Regions from separate parts of the Oryzias latipes genome. Here region 2 is linked to region 1. A link is a contact called in public Hi-C data. All regions are on one chromosome and are shown on one strand. The core of a region is the stretch at or near the end of the contact, and the rest is flanking DNA. Distances in the headings are between cores, read along the strand shown. Region 1 holds the start of LOC101162075 (EMILIN-2). Region 2 holds the start of LOC101165591 (glucagon family neuropeptides).

Region 1 (2,700 bases), core at 197-2,696:
ACAATACATTTCACTACGTATTGTACTATGAACGCATATAGATGTGATGAATACTATTTGAATTTCAGTGGGACAAAACGGTTTTGAATATTGTAAAAGTTTCAAAAAGATTTTGATAACGTTTCTATAATTTGTATAATCATGAATTTAAAAAATGAGTTGATTGAATTGCTGCAAAAATCGTAAATATTGTAGATACATCAAATACCTTAGGTGTTTTTTGCAGATGAACTACTAACCTGTACAGTAAGTTTCACAAAAACTCTGATAATCAGTGAAAGTGAACACTTGATGGAAGGATTGATTGATTCTCGCCGCTCTTATCAGGAGATGATGAACTGTAGGTTAATCACTGACCAGTTCAATGCATTCCTCACATAACTGGGAGAAAAAAAAATAGATTTTTCTGTCTAGTTCCAGTTTGTAATAGTGCAGGTAGTCCCACACATGTTGTGTTGTTTGGGTTTTACTGCTATAAACATTGTGTAACTGAAGTGCGTGAGTTCTGGTTCTGCTTTATTGCTGCACGTTTGTCCGTTTTGCCAACTTTAACCCACTGACAATGTGTGTGCCCACTCCCAACACATTTTGGATCAACTGCATCTAATAAAGAGCCCCCCCCATGCACGCTACCCGGATGCTCACGTCACTTGTTGCTGGCAGTGGGGCTGGTAGGGCGGGCAGGGGGCCAGCACGGGCTCTTGCAGGCGCTCGGCACTCCCCTGCACGACGCAGCTCACGTTCCTCTGCACCACATATGCGCACCAGTTCCTGAAGGGGGGGGGGCACACATCAACAAGAAGAATACTGAGGCTGCTTGAGCCCCACACCGCGCTGCCACCGGAAACAGCTGGAGAAAGGTATCATAATGAGTTCCACGTGCGCAGAGGCCGCCTCCTTTCTCCACATTCTTCCAGGCGGCTCCTGAAAACTCTCATCACAAACAGGCCGGGCACTTTCTGAATCTTATCAGCCCCACCAGCACTTGAAAACCCCGGGACCAATATGGCCTGACAGGCGTCTGCAGAGTCTCCTCGACTCTTCGCAGACCCGGGAGGGGGGTCACTGTGGGCGAAGTTTGGAACGCTTTTGTTGGCGGCTGCGCCACAAAAGCGCGCAGGGGAAAAAATCCCCCCGTAGTCCAGAAAACAGCCTTAAAAGATTCAGTCCCCCCACCCCGCAAACGTACCTATTCCTGTGTCTGTGGAGGGGCCCGCTGTGCGCGGAACCCGGAGTGGAGGAGGAGGACAGCGCGTGAGCCAGCTGGAGGTTCAGGAGGAGCGTGAAAAGCGTCCCGCAGTCGCTCATCCTTGCGCCCAGGCGCCTCATCCCGAACCAACGCCGCGACGCGCGCTTTTCTAGGGCAGAAACGGAGAAAGTTCCGGCTGGTTCGCTACGTCCGGACGCCAGGAGCGCATCGCCTCCGTGACTGACCCAACTCCACCACAAGTCAACTTTGGGGAAGTCCGCTTTCCCTGCAACTCCCTTGGAGTGACGTCCGGGGCCCACACCCTCCTCCCGAACTGCTGCTCCCACTTTTTACAGCGTTTCTTAGAAAAACGGAGGTTTTAAAGGGATTTCAAACACGTGGGGATTAATTTATTTACATATCCAGTCATTCATCAACCAATAAGTCACCCCCCACCGATGAAAAGCGGCCTAATCTCCTCTGAATGAGTCTTGTGCATGCAGGGGGGCAGCAGCGCCTCATTTGCATGCAGGCTGCCCCGCTGCCAGGCCTGTTCAGGGAAAACACAGCAAACCCTCAACGTTTCTGCTCAACTGAGCAATTTGCTGATTTCTTAACTGCAAGAATTGAAACCCCAGTGGAGCTTGAGCTCTGCAGCTCTTCAGGCAGACATTCAGAGGAGCTCCTGCACAAACACAGGTGAGGCAGGGATGTGAAATGATTTCAGTGAGATGACCTGAAGCGGTTTGCCTGTTTCTTCAGAGCAGAGATTATTGAGATGTCTCATCATGATCTGACAGATCCATCAGGCGGCGACTGCAGGAGAGATAAATGAAGAGCACGGAGGATTCAGAGGGATGCCGGAGAGCTGCGCGAAGGCACGAAATCCATTCTCACCCAGGAAACCTTTTACAGCAGATAAAGCTTTGACCTGCTGTCAGATCAGGCTCTAAGAATAACGCTGTGCTGTTTCATCAGTCAGCAGCAACTCTGTCAAGGAGCTGACGCCGACTGGCTTGGCAGGTACAGTTAATACCTCAGTAATGCTGTCCACACCATCAGCTCTTCCCATCGTCTTTAGAGCCTTCCCGGTGGTCTTTTATCTACGATCATGCCGTTTTTAGCCAAAATTTTAGAAAACCTGTCGTCGTTAAGACATAGTTTCTGCAGAGCGGTGGGACTTCATTAAAATTTTAGCTGGGAATAACCCCTAGCTGTTGCTGAGAGCGCCGAGAGCAAAAAAAACCAAAATGCCAGGAATATCGGAGCTCTCCATCCGTCCAGTTCTGATCCAGATTCCAACTCGGACCCGGAAAACAAAGACGTTCATGGATCTGTTTGCAAGTGGAGGCATCAGAAAGGGGCGGAGCATGAAGACTGTGGCCCCACACAATATATTTTCTACGTCACACCTACGATCTTTTTTTAAATGGTATTTTTTCATCTGCTCCTGTGCAATTTATAGAAAAAAAAACTAAAATCCACAAAAATGAGTGGGTCCTCACATTGTG
Region 2 (2,799 bases), core at 199-2,698, 190 kb after region 1:
GTCTTCATCGAATGCGTTGTTTTCAAGTCTGCAGAGGGAGAGCATCCATCACAAACCCGGGCGCAAAAGGGCGCAGAGGGGGAGGAATGTCTGCCCCACTCATCAGAAAAATCATTATGATCAAACTCAAAACGAATCATTTCATTTTTTTCATTAAAAATAAAGTATTTAGATTCATTTTACGCACGCGTGTTTTTAATTTTTTATCGTACTTTTTAGTCCAAAAACAAGAACAAATGAATTTCCCATAGATAAGGAATCAAAGCATCAGCTTAATTTATTATTTAAAACTGACACAATGGGTGTGAAGACGCGCGCGCTGTGGGCGTGGATCCATGAAATGTATTAAAAGATTCCTGAAAATAGCAGAGGATCGTTAATCAATAGGAGCCACGCCCAAATTCTTCTTTTTCAGAGGAGAATAAATGGAATAAATGTAAAGGGACTGCGCGCTGCTCATTCGTTTCGCCTCGCCTCTCCTTGGTGACGCCAGTCCACCGTCATCCCATGGGCTATCCGCTGCACCGAATGCGCTCTCATTTTTAACAAGGGGAGTTCTGTGAACGGTCCCATCGGACGCGTGCCTCCATGCACAACATTTCCATAGATATTTTCCACGCTGCGCCAACTCATTTCCATCCAGCGATCATCAAAATGCGCGCATTTCCTTTAAGTAAAGTGTTGTATTTTTGATGGATAAACAAGTCGGCAAAAAAAAAAAAATCAACGGAATGGGAGTTTAGCAACTAAACGAAATACTCTGACAGAAAAGATCAAACCTACCTGATCTTGGGGTAACTTAGTCCTATAGGTGAGCAGAAGACGCTGTAGTGCATTAAGATTCCGTAGATGAGCAAAATTAAAGTCACTTTACTCGAACTGGCCATGCTGTGGAGAAAGGGAAAAAATATTAGTCTGATAAAAAAAATACCCGGAAATCTTGAAGATTCTCAGATTACTTCTTTCCAACAAATATTTAAGTGTCAGAATGAACAAACGAAACATTTCGAACCCCATAATTTTACATTTTTCTCATCCTTTCATTAAAGTTTCGCCGCGTCACAGACCCAAATCCAACTGGACAATAATGAATGTAGATCTTCCCCCAAAAAAGACGTCTTTACTTGAACGTGTTGCCTTGCTTTCCGCAGACCAAACGCGTACCTCAGTCTAGCGGAGGACAGACAGAGCAGTACTCTGGATGCGATCCGGGCGCGGCTGTGGTGTAGAGTGTCTGAGAGAGACGCTCTCAGTCTTTCTCTCTGGCACTTCTTTCGTGGCTGAAGCGCCTCCGTCTGATGCCCTCAGTGCAGATCGTCTCACTTTTAGACTCAGAAGGGGGTGAAGCTTCAGACCACAGCTCGTCGACTCGGGGAGGTGCGCTCTAGGTTCGCTCACACATCGTGGCTAAAAAACTTTTGTCCTGCGCCGTGGAAGCCTTGGATTTTTATTCTTGAATCTTAAGCCTTGCCCCCTCCTCCCTTTACCAAGTCACATTAAATATGCAACAGACGTCATCAAGTCTTCCTCCCGGAATATAATAGTACGATTCCTTCCTCTTCGTTGCACCCGTCACCCCTCCTCCTCCTCCTCCTCCCTCCCAACATGGAAGTTCATCCTCAAACTTTCTTCTTCCTTTATTGAGCAGAAACCTTCAGAATCGGTCAACTTGTGGCTTTTTCCCCGCGCGTCACCGTTTGGCGCAATTAGCCTCTAATGGTTGTTGTGGGGGTTGGTGGTGGGGGGTGGGGGGTGGATGTTGTCTGTTTTGCCACTGGTGGTTTCATGTGGCCGTGGCTGATGGAGGTGGCTCAGGCTTCCGCCCGGCAGCTCGGAGGCCTCAGGGGAGCGCGCGGGAGCTGTCCGGTGCTGAAACGGCTCCTCTCGAGTTGCGTGGCTGCCAGTCCACTTTTTCCGAGCATTTCCCATCATTTCCCCGATGGATAATGAGGACAGGCTTTACCGGCCTCGCCATAGTAGCCCTATAGGGTAGACTGCTGTTGGAATAAGGGTGAACGTCATCTGATGTGAGGATGGTGACGCAGGATGCAGCTTCAGGCGGCTTTCAGTCCACGTGTGTTTGAAGAAAACACACCTATGTAATCATTTTTAACTAGGTTAGTCGGTGAATCTAATGATTGGATGGATTCATCCAGACATAAAGGTCTAACTTTGTGTTTCTTTGTTGAAAAAGGCCTCATTTTATGGTGAAAAGCTATAAAACAAAGACAAAGTACATTTAAAGGAGATGAAAGGAGCCCCACGCGCCTTTTAACTTAAACAATGGTGTCGTTTGATACGGCGAGGAGTTTAACCTTCACTGGCTCATCTTCACATCAGCAAACCTTTTCTTTCAGCAAACCTGAATCTGAATCATACCTAAAGCTCTGCAGCCAATTGACGAGTTCACCAATCAGGAGAGAGTTGGAGTCTGCGCTCAGTTGTGGCTGACGCAAAATGACGAACAGCACCGGTCACGATAAGGGGGAGGGAGGGGGGGGGGCTGGGCTTTTTATTTATGTAATTATTTATTTTAAGTTTGACGTGATTCCTAGGCACAACTTATACTCCATGTGTTTGAACTGAAGCGGAATGCTAATATTAGGCCTCCCGCCGCCACCGGCACAGTCACGGCTCGGTAGTCTGAGCGAACGGCGCCATCATGAGGCGGGGAACGAAACGTGACGAGACTCTGCTGAAGTTCAGGACCACGGAGGCGCTCCGGACCGCGCGGGAACCGGCAGCATCAAGCCACGCAATGCAACGCACCTGAACGCATAACAAATGTCCGAGCCGATC

What was found. A called contact is a pair of places that touch in the nucleus more often than the background predicts.
Region 2: a Hi-C map of embryo shows a contact between it and region 1, with 2.2 times the contacts expected there. The contact joins the promoter of LOC101165591 here to the promoter of LOC101162075 in region 1. A contact is called at or near these places in 2 of 5 Hi-C or Micro-C datasets (both in embryo).

What each region holds. Positions count from the first base shown.
Region 1 is chr17:29,488,393-29,491,092 of ASM223467v1, forward strand. It overlaps LOC101162075 (EMILIN-2), which reads right to left and starts at 1,447. Exons shown (of 9, transcript XM_023965199.1): 1 at 1,190-1,447; 2 at 646-771. The coding sequence starts at 1,329. It overlaps LOC110016927 (a long non-coding RNA gene), which reads left to right and starts at 1,753. Exons shown (of 5, transcript XR_002292245.1): 1 at 1,753-1,888; 2 at 1,990-2,212.
Region 2 is chr17:29,677,023-29,679,821 of ASM223467v1, forward strand. LOC101165591 (glucagon family neuropeptides) reads right to left here and starts at 1,449. Exons shown (of 4, transcript XM_004079449.4): 1 at 1,165-1,449; 2 at 784-888; 3 at 1-28. The coding sequence starts at 887.